2 separate regions of the Hordeum vulgare genome follow, and region 2 is linked to region 1. Evidence: chromatin contacts called from public Hi-C data. All regions are on one chromosome and are shown on one strand. Each heading gives the region's core, a stretch centred on a gene start, on an enhancer-like site or on the middle of the called end of the contact. The rest is flanking DNA. Distances are from core to core; before and after follow the strand shown. Region 1 holds the start of LOC123425816 (probable mitochondrial import inner membrane translocase subunit TIM21). Region 2 has its middle 130 kb from the start of LOC123425818.

Region 1 (7,667 bases), core at 3,173-5,672:
TGGGGACTCCAAATTTTGGCAGTAAACATGCCCATATGGCCATATGAATTATCATGTTTCTTACTAATTGTGCTATTTGGTGTCTTGAGTTTAATCAGAAAAATACAAAAGACATACTCTTTTGGTTCAAATATAAGCTCTTTGAGAACAGCATATCCAGCCAATGCAGCAACTCCAAGCCCAGCAAGTATTACAACACTGTAAGAGGCCCCCTCGACAAATGTCACTGGCTTCTCAGGTATATTGTAGGTAGGGGCATTAAAGGGATCTTCAACAGTCGTCAAGTCTGTTCTCTCCTGAGGATAAAGGTCACAGTCTTCTATAAGCAATAAAGAAATGACCCAGTGTGGCATGCACCATAAGAAAAATATGTTCACGAAATAGGAAAGGAAACAACTAACAGAACCATATAAAGTTTACTTTAAATTTAAGTGTAGATGAAGATATGCACGAATAATGGGCCTCAAATACTGAAAATGCAACGTGTTAGGTGATTAATATTGTTGAGGGGAGAGTAAATACACAATACTCGGTCCTTCAGCGGCAAACTGTTGTCAACGAATAAACAAAGAGAATAGACAAGATTATAGACTTTCAGATAAACTATACTCTATAACTAACATAATTAGTTTGCCCTATTAGATCAATAATTCATGCCTTAGCAAGAAATCTGGTGTAGGAAAAATGAGGAGCTTGTTATCTGATATCACAACATCAAGATGCTTTATCCAAAAAATGATTTAAGCACCTAGCAATTACCTATACTGATATGAACAATTAAACAGAACCTTTTCAGTATATGCAACACCATTCTATTTTCATAGCATTTGAGCAACTCCTAACAATCTATTCTACAAAAATAGTACAAAACCACATTATAAGTGCTAATGCATATGCATTGAAGCTGGTCATAGTGGGAGTAACTTAGCTAGTAACATAACGTTTCTCAAGGCAAATTTGCTTATGTGGCATGTAGTTAATAAGGAGAGAGGTGTTTGTGGTAACATAAGGCTGCTTCCAATGCAAAGGTGCTAAGATGTGGTGCTAAGAACATTAAATAGCTTAGCAACTCAACTTTCCAATGCATAGGTGCTTAACTTATTGTTGCTAAGCTCACTCTATTTAATGATTTAGCACCTAAACTCTCTCATGCATTGGTCATCTTCTTTCATTTAAGTGGTTTGCCTAGGTTCACGTGTATGGCATTGGTTCTTCCTGGGGTCACCAAAGTGTTCTCTTTCCTCCTTAATTGCTATGCCATGTCATTTTTTTGCTTATGTGGCATGCTTAGCACCTGTCCACCATGGAGCACTGGGAAGGGCCTAACATGTTACCGTAACATAATGCAGCCCAAGGCAAACTGAGTCTACAACCTAATAAATGCAACCATCTGTGACACTACTTCTATGTTACTTTGCATTATAAGGCTATTAACATAGACTAGTGTCATATATTTGGAATACTAAATTTTCATTAGATGCCCTATGCACCTGGACGGAGGGAGTAAAGCTTATGCATGTGTATGCACAACTGATCATTAGTCGCTACTGCAGATGGTAACAAGGTGACAATGCCATGGTTAATAGTTTCCTATATTCCACAGCCAACACACAATTTATAGTAACATGTTCAAAAAAATGACAACACTGTCAGTCACTGCTGAAAACTACCAAGGGTCATCACAAGCAGGAAAATACACAAGAAACCAGTATTCAATAAATTAAATCGGCAAACAGAACTAGCTAACAAACCTGTTTTGGTCTTTTTTCTGAGGCTTTTGTGGAGTAAGATGCAGATGGCCTTATGAAAGAAGGAAGCACTTTGCGGTATTCTTTACGCACTGTCAAAGGACCTGAACGGTTTGCACTGATCATATACCACCTTGAACTTTTTACAGATGATGCTGGAAGGTTTGCCAAAAGAGAACCCCATCAGAACTTAATAAGGTCAATAGGATGAACGCTATTGAAATAACTGTTAGTCCAGATTTAACAGCAAAGAACAGAAAAGTCAAATAGTTATTTAACACCTTTTGAATGAAAACAGAGAGCAATTCACATGGACAGACCAAACTTAACTGAAGGACAGAATAGGCAGAACAATCATACATGATATCCATCTACCATTAGTTTGGTACAGAAGGCAAACAGAGTAAGTCTTATATTTGCCTTCTAATTTTGCTTCTAGAGTTTTACATTTGCCTTTTCATTCTAGCTGGTTTGATCAAGGGTAGAAAGCTCATATTTGTATTATTGCAAATATTTTCAAGGAAGATTCACTAAACAAGTGTTTGTAAGCTATTCTTAATGATTCTTATGGCAAATTGAAAAATTACAAGAACTTAAGGCATAAGTTAGGCATAGACACATGATAATGGCAGAATATGCCATTATACCATGGATTAGTTAATAGCTAAAAGGTGTTAGGAGAAAACAACAAAATCTTGACTGCATTATATCCATGCAATAGTTCTGGTAAAATTGTATAGTATTGCATGAACTCACGACATAAATTACTGTGCTTTGCTATATCTGCTTGCTGTACTTAGTCCTCAATTATGTCAGAACTAGTGCACGAATACAAGCATGTGAAGAATGAATGTTTAAATATATAAGAGAAACATACCATGCACAACTTCACCAGACTTTGCAAAAGCTTCCCTAAGTCCATCAGTTGTTGTTCGCTTGCTTAACCCTATAAATCATTGTTAATACTATCATAATCCAGACGTTACGTACACCAGAAGGTTCAACATGAATGGAAACAACTCAAACAGGGGTAACAAACATAAGATTCCAAGTGTAATAAAAGACACAAAATAGAAAGCGGAACTATATGATGAAATACATTTAACGCATATAATTACAACTTGTGATAAATTTTAAGAATCACTGCACTGTTACTGCAATATCTTTAAATGGTACTCACCAGGGTGTTTATATAACTACACTGGCTTTAATTGGTACTTACTAAAGTATTTTCTGGTTGTCATGTTATAAAGTTAAGCAAGAACCAAGATTGGAGAAGTTTCAGCCTCAAATTAAGATAACCGAATATTTGGTTTAATGTCACAATCTCCTCGCGAACTGCTTAATATTTGGTATTTGCTAGTGGGAAACATCACTGGTCTAATTTATGATGCTTAGTCAATCACCACCTTCGCTGCTGGTGATGGCATTTTAAATGAAAATAATAAAGTTGACAGGGAGAAGCAGAAGAAACAAAAGATGGAACAGAGGCGCCTTCAGAGAAAGTGGAGAGATATTGGGATTGCTATTGTAGTTAGAATCAGGATTATGCAGCCTGCAAACAAGGCCGCTGTTCTGCTAGTCCATTATTGATTCAACTGATCTTTCAGTTTCAATATGTAGTCTCAGCTCAAACAGTTGAATGATAGAATCTCAGAAGAGTGGTCAGCTTCCATTCCATGATCCTGCAGAATTTTTATGATTCAAAGAGAAAGATGCTCATCTAACATCACAGTGCTCTGATGTTGGCTTCGTCACAGATAAACAGAAGACTCATAGAGTTTGTCAGGACGCGGTTTGGCGTGAGACTGAATTGAACAAATGTGGTTGGATTCGTGTATAGGTCCATCTTTATCTTCCATCTAAGCAAGGTATGGAGTATCTTTCACAAGGTCTAACTCTTCCAGAAAAAACAGACAATTTGATCATATGGTTCAGAGTTAATTATCCACGGATGCAGAACAGAGTACATCTAATCGCATCATATGAACAATGCCGGAAAATGTATATGCTCGGATTACTCAACATAATTCATGTCCATGATTTGCAACTACTCCATGGGTCTGTATGTTTTTTTTTTCAAACTATTAGATCTATATAAATTGAATAAATAGGGTAATCATAAAGCAGTCCGAACCCATAAATGAATGCAGGGCTTGAATAAGCAATGCTGCAACAGCATAACTGAATATGTAAACTTTGTGAGCGTGCTACCAAAAAGTTGTCTAATGTCCGAGACGCCAGCTTATATAATCAAGCCCTCACTAGAGAACTGCCCAGCCAAAACGAAACCTACCTGACTCTAGCGAATCCCGCAAGACCACTCCCCTGTTAGTAAAGCGAATATCTCCAGATGCGAGGAAAGCTGAGAGGGGAAATAATGGGAGACGGAGAAGGGGAGGGGGAAGAAAGAATCAAACCGGGGATGAAGAGGCTGGCGAAGGGGTCTGCCTTCGGGGGAGGGGTTGGCGGCTTCGGAGGCACCAGGGCGGATATGGAGAACAAGCGCCGGGATCCGGACCTTGCCGCGGCCGCCGCCATCGCCGCCGGGATGCCTTTCGCCGTGGAAAGGCGAGCGGGGGTTATTAGGGATTTCCCCCTCCTTCCAGGGGGTTTAGACGACTTTAGATCGTTTCCCAGTTTTTTTTCCTTTGTTTTTGTGAGAGGATGGAGCGTTTTCTAGTTGGGCTCTACGAGTCGGCCGCGTAAAGATTAAGGCACTGTTCGGCAATGCTCTGCTCCACGGAGTGAGCGAAGCCAGCTTGGTCCAGCTTCAAAATTTTTAACAGGAGAGCGGAGGGAATCCGAACGCCGCCTAAATCAGATCGGCAGGCAGCCGATGACGCTGAGACAACCGTCCGATCTATCACCAAGTCAGCCAGCTTTTGGCACAAGCGCTATGTTGTGCTCGTTTGGATTGCAACAAACACTTTTTGCAATGGTCGTTATCGTTACGATCCGGTTGCTCTACCGCCGAGTTAGTCAACCAAATTGCGTGTTTACAACAAGTATCATATTTATACAACAAACCAAATTCTAAAAAGTGTTTGTGTGCTTGTTGTTTGTCCCGAACGCACACCCTCGCGTGCCGTTCGATCAATCGATCGGTAGCACAGGTGCCGCTCAGTCAGGACGATAGCCAGTCCGGCCCTTTTAATGCAGGTGTCGCGCGGTCGTCCCAGTCGTGCGTCCGTATCCACGCCACGTCGCTTTCACCACCCTCCCCCACCAGAGAGAAGCGACTCTTCGCATTCGAACTGCCGCTCCTCTCTCTCCCTTCTTCGGCGACGAATTCGGCGATTCCTCGCCATCCCTTCTTCCTTCCTTCTATCGCGCGACGATTCCAGCCGTAGGATCCGTGTTCTAGTGAGCGTCCGAGCATTTGGTGCAATGGTGATGCTCTAGGCCGCGTAGGGACCAGATCTACCGGTGAGGGAGAGGAACGACGGCTAGCAAGGTGTATGAAGGAGCGATGGTGCGGTGATGGAAGAGGTCGAAATCGACGTCGTAACCTCGGTAGTTTGCTTCTCAGTCAGCTTGCAGCATCCCCTGTCATTTTCCTCTATGTGCGTGGTGGAGGGGTCGCATAGTGTGCTTGCTTGCATGTGGTCCTGGTAGTCTTATTTGCTTGCAGAACCGGTGCGGTGGTGCACATGTAGATTGAGATTCCGGGGAGTCAGGATTTGGGGATTCTAGTTTCAGCTTCAATTTGAGGAGGAGTTCGACGTTTTGTGAGATCCGGGATGAAATTCCTGACATCGTGGTCGAAGTAGTAGTGGTAGCTATCGAGATGGTGGAGGGGCACTAGATATCGCTTGGATTAGGGGATTTTGAAGTAGCTATTGCTTGCTTTTTGATGCTTTTTTGCTAGGGGTTCTATGAGATATGTACGACACATATGTCACATGGCATTTGAGTCCTGTTTATAGTTTAGTGACATTGTTCTTCTTGTTTTTTATGGTACACGTGTCGATTATTGTATGCAATTTTCTGTGCAATTTGCCTAACATCTGTTTTGTTAGTTGTCTACTACTTGATGTTTTTTTTGCTTAACTCAAGGATGTCAACTTGCATGTGCATTTGTTGCATTTTTAGGTGATGTTGTAATAGTTGTTTAGTAGTTGCGTGTTATTTTTCATTGTTCCGCCTAATACATATATGTAAACTTGCTTGTGCATTAGTGTTTTGTGTTTTAGCTGTTAACTTGTTTTGATTTTAGTTGCTTCTTTTTGTTAATGTTTTTTCCTAGTAGATGGATGTCATCTCCGCATTGTTTGTGATGGTTTTTAGTGTAGTTTGTTTTGTGATAGTTGTTTTATTTAGTTGCATGTTATTGTCAATGTTTCTACCTAATATAGATGAAGCACCGGCCCGTGAAGTAGTTAACTATGCACCAATGCATGCAGGAATTAATGGATGGGAGCAGTAAGGGTGTTAAGGGAGACCGCCTGTCAGTAAACCCCAATGCTCAACCTCATGATGTTACCACAGATAATCAAACAACCGAAACAAAGGTATTGATGATTCATTTTCATAAGATCCTATTTTACGGTGTTGATGTTCATGTGCTGCATATAATTGGCATTTGTTTTTTCTATGGTGCGGTGTCGATGATTCATGTTTCTGTTTTCATAGGATCGTATTGATCTGCACATGATTGGGTACAAGCATCGTCGGAGAGGCTCAAAACTGACTGCAACTTGTGGGTTGCCCATGATTGGGTACATTGATAGTAACGTGGACTTACGTGAAGACACTAATAATGACCAGGAGAATGACGAAGACACCCCTGAGCCTGACAAAGACGTTGAAGATTGTCCCACAAAAACAAAGCGAGAGAAGACTGTAGGAAATGAGGTAATACAGTATTTGCCTCTTTTCTCTACTGCATTTTCCCAATTTATTGTTTGTGAGTTGCTAACCAACATAATTGTATACGAAATGATCATATCATTTAATAGGGTTTTTGATGATTTTGTTTTATTTCTTCAAGTTTTTAGGAACAAGGGATCGCCTGCAAGGTTGTACAAACTAAACAAAACGCTTATTCCTCTCATTATTAGCAAAGGGTTCGGTGGTTCGTTGGACCTCGGAGGCACTACCATGGATGTAGATCTCAGCCAATGGATCATGAAGCACTATGACCGTGAGATGTCCCAAATTGTTATACTAGACATGGGGAATATTTCGATAGATGCAGTGAGCGTGCATAGAATATGGGGATTGCCAAATAGGGGTAGGAAGGTTTGCTTCGAGAATCGACCTGAAATCACGAAGGCCATTTACAACATCTGCAATAATACCTCCAAGAACTCACCTACGCTCATGGCATGGTGTAATATGATTGAAGATATGGATGGAGCTTACAACGACAACTTTCTTCGTGCTTGGCTAGCAGTTGTCTTTCCCTGCTTCCTTGCACCAACAACAAATCTAAACGTCTCGCCTAAAAGCTTCTCTGATGTTATGGATGTCAATGGTATAACATAGACGAATGTTTACCAGTTTGTTGTTGATCAGCTAAAGGCAACATTTACAGTAGCAGGTGTCAAAAAGAATGTTGTATGCTCATGTGTTTTTCATCTTGTAGTAAGTGCATATCCCTTTTCCCTGATTTGCCCATTTTTTCTATTTTTTTGTTGGCTCTTGTGGGGAATTCATGTGATTTTTATTCATTTTGTTATCTCACATGCAGTTGTTGTATCTAGATTCATTGGATGTGGATGAACCTATACCAAGTTTAAGGCCAAGAGTTTTTGTTTGAAACTCAGATCTAATTCCAAAAGTTGTGAAGAAGGATAAGAAGGGCCCGGGTCAGTATGGCAAACTACGGGTGCGTTTTTTTATTGCCCCACCTGTGTTTTATTTGGTCATGCATATAATTTTTCTCTATTGCATTTTTTTGAAATGCAAGACATA
Region 2 (7,667 bases), core at 1,297-3,796, 230 kb after region 1:
TTCTGTCAGTCTGATTTGGTGATAGCCTGCTCTGAGGTCCATCTTTGAGAACCACTTGGTGCATCCAGCTCATCCAACAGTTCTTCGATGAATGGTATAGGGAACTTACTGACGCAAGCCATCGCATTGAGTTGTCGATAGTCAATGCAGAGACGCCAAGTGCCATCTTTCTTCTTAACCAAAATGACTCGTGAGGCAAAACTGCTTTGGCTGCGTTGGATCACCCCTGAGCGTAATAAATCCTCAACTTGCCACTCAATCTCAGTTTTGTGCTTTGGTCTGTGTCTGTAGGGTCTGATGTTGGCCGACTGTGCCTCGGGCATCAAGTCATTTTTTGGTCACAAGCGCGCTGAGGAGATGGAGCACTGGGTATTCCAAAGACGTCTTCATATTCGTGCAGGAGGGGTTGTGGGTCCGAGTGAATGGAGGATTTGGAAATTGTTGTCTCTGTGACATGGTAAAGGAACACCATATGCAGGAGGGAGCCTTGACGACGTAAGTTCTCGAGCTGTAGGTTGTTGATAACTTGGCAGGTGGTAGAGTTGGGCTCATGACCGAACAAGCGGGCTGGAGCCAAGTTGGTGGATAGTGTGATCACCTTGAGCTTCCAATCAACTGTCATTGGACTGTGTTGCTCAGGACAATCCATTCCAAGAATAGCATCGTAAGTTCCAAGCGGCAACACCTTCATGTCAGTTGTGAATTCTTGTCCTTGTGATGACCAGGCGCACTCTGGCTGAACAGCGGTGCAGGTTAGTCCGTTGTCGTATGCCACGCGCACTCAGCAAGGTTGCTTTAGTGCTATGACGCGTGACCGTTGTTGCGCCACCTTCTAGTCAATGAACGATGTGGAGCTACCGCTATCCACTAGTAGAAGCACTTCATGGCCCTGCATCGACGCGAGCAGCTAGAATACTCGGGAAGAAACTCCGCCTTCCAAGGCAGAGCGAGAAATGGCTATGATTGTGTCACTTGGGGGTGTGCAGTCCTTGGACTCGGAAGATTAGTCGCTGCCGAAGAGCTCGAGCATTTCCTCGACCACATGGAGCTGAACCAAGGTGGGACAGACATGGTCATGCCCCCAGCGCTCGCCGCACTTGCAGCAAAGCCCGCGAGCACCTAGGTAGTTGTGGAGGGCTTTGACCTTTCTTTTGTTACGCGTGCAGCCTCTGTGCGGCGACGGTCCATTGTTGTTGGCATGGAGTACCCCATAAGAGGTCAAGGCAGTGGTGGAGGTAGCGGAAGAGGCAGCGCCGGCCTCGACGCTCCATCGTGAGATCGGGAACGCGGGGGGGGGGGGGGGGGGGGGGTGTGAAACCCCATCAGCCACTTCCTCCAGAAACAACGCCAACGCACACGCCGTCTCGAGGTCCGACAATCGTTGAACCAAGACCACCGCACAAGTTTCCTTCCGGAGTCCCTCCACAAAGCGAGTGAGAAAATAAAATGGATGAATACTATCAGAATAGGAACTCTGATGATCAATAATTGACTCAAATTGTTCTATGTGATTAGAAACACAGGTGGTTTGGCGAATAGTGTAAAACTATCGAATAAACGTCTGATGACAATCACGACCGAATCGTGTGGACATTAGAGTAGTGAAAGACTCCCAGTCAAAATCTGCCAACCGTTTTTGGATCGATTGCAACCAAACGGATGCAGGCGCCAAAAAATTCAAGGCATCCATGGTACCCAAAACGATGGTAATACGCCAAACATGGTGAAGTATTATTCACACGGATATTTAAAGAGTTTCAGATTATCTCCTTGAACCGAGGAAACTGAATGGACGGGTGTGTTTGGCCGAATCCGCTGAGCAGTTGGCCGGCGTGTGCAAAGGGTGAGAGAGTGGTAGGTGAAGGGGGATCGGGCAACTCACCATTGTTTGGGGGCGGTGGCGGTGCCTGGAAGGATACCACTGGTGGCCCCCCGTGTGGTGGTGAAGACACCATGCCCATTGGGCCCTTGCACTGGTGGAAGCACCGCGCCAGACGCGGTCCCGATGTGGAGGCCGGTCGTCGCAGGTAGCGGGGGCGAGGGTGGAGATGGTGGCGTGTGTATCGCCGCACCGTCCATGCGCGATGGTGGAGGAGCGACCTGCAGGGCCGCCACCGGGTCGCTCAGATCAGCGACGCGCCACTCAAGATCGGGCCGCAAGGAGAGGAGATCGTTGACCTTGGCGTTGGAGGTGTTGAGCATTGCGGTGTGCTCCTTCAGTGTGTTGTCGAGGCACTCCAGGAAGGTCTAGATGACCGGATCCATGTCGGCGAGGTGGGCGCGGGCCTGTCTCTGGGATCTGGTGGTGACGAATCGATCCAGATCGGTGTGGTGATGGTGGGGTGGGTTGTATCTGATACCAGATGTATGAGCAGGGATGATAGTAGCTTCCATTACACGAACTAGGTACCAATTCGGTTACAAGATGATGCACACAGATGCGGAATGATTCTAGAGTTCTAGCTGCCGCCGTGCCGTGATCCACTGGATGATGCTTCCTCAGCCGTCGTCCCCTCAAGTAGCTGGGGAGAGGGAACCTCACGCTGCCCACACTGGCCCATGGACACATGGGTTGGGTCGGCGGTTCCTCGTGGGCCGTTGGGCCAGAGGCGAGGTTATCGAGCCTCTCGTTGTTGGGTTGTTGCCGTCAGCGCGGTCGATCCTTGCATCCTGGGAGCTGATAAAGAAGCATTTTTGTTTTAATTTATTGTATTAACAATCATAAGTTTCATGCAAAAGTTTAATCACATTTGTAATACATGAAGATATATGTGATCACATATGGTAACATGAAGAGATGCATATGGTTTGAGCAAGGAGAAGGTTTCTTTCAAATGTTAATTATGCTTGTTGCAATTTGATTCACATGCCCTCTCTATTGATATTATGATATGCTTTAAATTAATGCATTCATAACCATAGATGTATTTTTTTGAGAGTTATACTATCGAATCCTAATAGAAACAGACTAAATATTAGGTGTCACTCACGTACATGGAAAGTTTCATGTTTTCACAATACCATTTCACTTGAGCTCTACCTTTCGAGCACGCATTTCACAAATTTACTTGTTTCGTGGGCAATTTCAAAAAATTAGAAATGATCTTCAGTTCAAACTATTCACGTGTCTAACCAAATATGGAAGAAAAATCATACAAGAATTTATATTCTATGAAATTTGCATGCAACTGCAGAAATAAGTGTGGTACCAAAATGTTTATGAAATTAAAAAAATGTGGAGATACCTGATGTTGTATATTAGAGATTGATTTTGGTTGATTATCGGATGTAACGCGGGATGAAGATTACTAACATGGGTCAAACAAAAAACATACAAATAGGAATGTGATGAAAAATATTTCATAATTTTATATTTCTATAATTGTTAGTGACATATTCATGAAAATAATGAATAAAGATGGACTCACACGAGCTATGTCTACAGAAAAAAGAGTAACATCTTTAGAACTTCTAAAGAGTAATAACTAGCCCATGCAGGCGCTCAGATTGATGACTAGTAGTGATTAACTAAGGATCAACACACAATTCATAATCCCTATTAGTAACACATATAGGAGAAGTAGCAAATTTAGGATCATGTTTCATTTTTTCCATCATAGATTTGCCTTTCAGTTTGCATAGAATTTTTTCAAATCATCTCTATCATTACAAGAAAGAAAATCTCTATCTATCCCCCCCTACATAATATAACCCGCAGGTACATCAGGAAATTCATATCTATTACAAGAGCTAGGCATAATAGGTGAATCATAGTTTTCCTCAGTTTCAACATTTTCAATATGTGAGGATCTAGCAATATGAGCACCAAGCAATTGACCAAGTGGTACATATTTATTTTTATCAAGTATAGAAGTAGCATCGTCATAAGTTTCATGAAATTCAGAAATAGCATCATCAAGTACTTGCGACATATCACACCAAGCAACAAGTGGTGGTGTCATAAGATGATTCAAAACAGTAGGTGAATCAAAAGAAGAGCTAGTTGGCAGTTCCTTACCTCCCCTCTCTTAGAGGGTATGATCTTGGTTCTAGTATCTTTGAGATTCATCATAGTGGAAATTGGATATCCTCAAGTGAACACAATAAATAGAGCTATGCTCCTGGATAATAATGCCAGAAAAAGGTCTTGATAACTCACAAGTATAGGGGATTACAACACTCTTCTCGGGGTATAGAATATTTATTGATCCTAGCAGCTGAGTTGTCAATTCAACCATGCCTGGAATATCTCCGTGCAGCAAAAGTTTTAGTACCACATCAAAATAGTGGTAGTAAGGGTAACATCAGCAGTTTTGTAGTGATTGTAATAGTAGGAGCAACAATAGTAACTTAGCTAGATTCATTATATGAAAAGCATAGTGATACGTCCATTATGCATCATGAATTCTTATTGATAATTATGTTATTTTTGTCCTTTATTCCTCATTATGATACAATTCATATGCATTTTCTCTCTGAATGTGGAAGGTACACCACGAAGAGGGAAACTGTCGGGCACTAGGCTTATGGACTTGAAAACCAAGAAAAGGGTGAAAAATCACTGGACTGCAAATAACGTGAAATTTCATGAAAAATTGTTATGGAATATATAAGAATTATTGGGACAAGAATATACCAGAGGGGGGCCACCTACTGGCCACGAGCCAACAATGCGCGACCACCCCCACGGCCGCGCCGTGATGCCACATGGGGGCCTAGCAGGCCTCCCAACACCACTCTTCTCTTATATGGTGTGTTTTCATCTAGAAAAAATCAGAAGCATACTTTCGGAAGAAAATGTCGCGGTTGGGAGACGGAAACCTAGGGAGAGGCCCTTTTGCTCTCCGGAAGAGAGATTCTACCAGGGGAATTCCTCTCCGGGAGGGGGGATCGAAGCCATCATTATCACCAACGCTTCCTCCTTCGTGGGAGGACCAATATTCATCAACATATTCACCAGCACCATCTCATCTCCAACCCTAGTTCATCTCTTGTATTCAATCTTTGTCTGAAAACCTCAGATTGGTACCTGTGGATTACTAGTAGTGTTGATTACATCTTGTAGTTGATGCTTGTTTGATTACTTGGTGGAAGATTTTATGTTCACATCCTAGATCACCATTATTACACCTCTGATTTTGAACATGTTGATGAGGTGTGAGTAGTTAATATTGTTCTTGAGGACATGGGAGAAGTCTTGTTATAATAAGCATGTATAGTTGCTATTCGTTTGATATTTCACCATGTTATGGGCTACACGACACTTCACTTAGTGGTGTTGTTGCTTCTCTTAGTGGTGTCGTGTGAACGTCGACTACACGACACTTCACCATGTTATGGGCCTTAGGGAAGGAATTGTGGAGTAAAAAGTAGATGATGGGTTGCCAGAGTGACACAATCTTAAACCCCAGTTTATGCGTTGCTTCATAAGGGGCTCATTTGGATCCACATGTTTCATGCTATGGTTAGATTTATCTTAATTCTTCATTCGTAGTTGCGGATTCTTGCGAGAGGGGGTAATCATAAGTGGGTTGCTTATTCAAGTAAGAACAACACCTTAGCACCGGTCCGCCCACATATCAAATTATCAAAGTGACGAACGCGAATCAACTTAACATGATGAACATGACTAGACAATACTTCCCATGTGTCCTCGGGAGCGTTTACCTCGTATAAGAGAACTTCTCGGCCTGTACTTTGATATAAAAAGGATTTGGATATCTTGCTGCATATTTGTTCCTATTGTTACTTGTCAGTTGTTACAAATTATCTTCCTACGAAACTATCTATCACTATTACTAACGACACTTGCAAAGAATAACTTGCTGAAAACTGCTTGTCATTCCCTTCTACTCCTCGTTCAGTTCAACACTCTTACTTATTGAAAGGACAATGATTGACCCCCTATACTTGTCGGTCATCACCTAGGTATGTGGACAGGTGATGGATAATAATTTAGATGACACCAATCATGTAAAACTAGAGTGACACTAGAGTGACACAAAAGTAGCTCCAATAATGTAGGCATGTATTCTGTATATGGTCATACGTGCTTGCGATAAGAACTTGTATGGCATCTTTTGTCCCGCCCTCCCGTGGCAGCGGGGTCCATAAGGAAACTAAGGGATATTAAGGACCCCTTTTAATAGAGAACCGGAACAAAGCATTAGCACATGGGGAATGCATGAAATCCTCAAACAACGCCAATCAGCACAAAGGATCCCAATTATTGTCACCTTGGGGTATGTGGATCATGATATATAATAGGTGAATCCAACTTGCAAGGTAGGATCTAAACATTTTCATATTCAGAGAAATTATAATTTCCCCATATCTGAAATCATGGTATTCGGGGCGAAGTGACAAGAATTAAGCATAGCAAAGTCATAGCAACATCAATCTCAGAACATAGTGGATACTAGGGATCAAGCCCTATCTACGTGATCAATGTCATCCAATCCCATCATCGCCCCGTAAGCTAACAAAGGAGTTACTCACTCCGGGTGGTGAGCATCATGGAATTGTTGATGAAGAAGGGTTGGTGATGACGACGGCGAAAACCCCCTTCTCCGGAGCACCAAAGGGACTCCACATGAGTGCCCCCGAGGAAGAACAGGAGGTGGAGGCAGCTCCATCTCATAAAACACGATGAAAACTTCTTTATTATTTTTATCCATAATTGTGAATTCGTAGGACTGGAATTAGATCGGAGGAGCCACGAAGTGGCCCAAACCATCAGGGCACTCCCAGGGGGAGGGCGTTCCCTGTTGGCTTGGCACAAACAGGTGCCCCCCTATGGTGGGTCTTTGCTCCAATAATTCTTGTATTTACCAGAAAATATTCACAAAAAGTTTTGTCCAATTATGACAACTTTTATTTCTACACAAAAACAACGCCATGGCAGCTCGGCTGAAAACAATATGAGTCCTTGGTTAGTTTCATTCAAATCATGTAAATTAGAGTCCATAACAATAATAGAAGTGTTTGAAAAGTAGATATGTTTGGGATGTATCAATACCCTAAGCTTGGGGATGCCCAAGGCATCCCAAGGTAATACTTAAGAAAGACTCAAGCGTGTAAGCTTGGGGATGCCCCGGGAGGCATCCCCTCTTTCGTCTCCAACATTATTGGTACATCTTACTTGGAGCTATATTTTTATTCGTCACATAATATGTCTTTTTCTTGGAGAATAATTTTATTTTAATAAAATTTTGCTTGATTTTATTTATAATCTTATTTTTCAATAAAAAGTTCCAAGAATTGCCTTTAGAATGCTCGAATTGCATGTGTGAGGTTTGTTGTATAAAAACAGAAAGTTTTGTTGTAGTATTTGAATTATGAGAGCTTATTGGCATGTGTAAAGTATCTAATTTTTTTATGAAATACTTACATTCAGATTCTTTAGCTTTCTCTAAATTTCAAGTATTTTTGGACATACATAAGTACACTTATTAAATTGATTACTACAGACTATTCTCTTTGGACATATTACCCGCATAGTTTTATTATCTACTTATCCTAGAGTATTCATGGCTTATATTGGTAGATATAAATTGTGGACACGATAGTATATAGTACCTAATGCTTTAAAAGTATTATTCAACTTGTCTTGTAAGTACATTAAGTGTTGATTTATTCTTATGTGTAATAACCTATGTCACGATTGT

What was found. A called contact is a pair of places that touch in the nucleus more often than the background predicts.
Region 2: a contact with region 1 is called in a Hi-C map of leaf, with 4 times the contacts expected there. The contact joins the enhancer-like site here to the promoter of LOC123425816 in region 1. A contact is called at or near these places in 2 of 6 Hi-C or Micro-C datasets (leaf and seedling).

What each region holds. Positions count from the first base shown.
Region 1 is chr2H:197,282,607-197,290,273 of MorexV3_pseudomolecules_assembly, forward strand. It overlaps LOC123425816 (probable mitochondrial import inner membrane translocase subunit TIM21), which reads right to left and starts at 4,423. Exons shown (of 7, transcript XM_045109551.1): 1 at 4,169-4,423; 2 at 2,626-2,694; 3 at 1,752-1,903; 4 at 118-296. The coding sequence starts at 4,289.
Region 2 is chr2H:197,509,880-197,517,546 of MorexV3_pseudomolecules_assembly, forward strand. No RefSeq gene overlaps it. Among protein-coding and RNA genes, the nearest start is that of LOC123425818, 130 kb to the right of the region's middle. Within about 2 kb of position 2,547, at least 3 of the 3 cell types and tissues checked have open chromatin away from gene starts, as enhancers often do. A contact at or near this core is called in leaf and seedling, where this site is marked.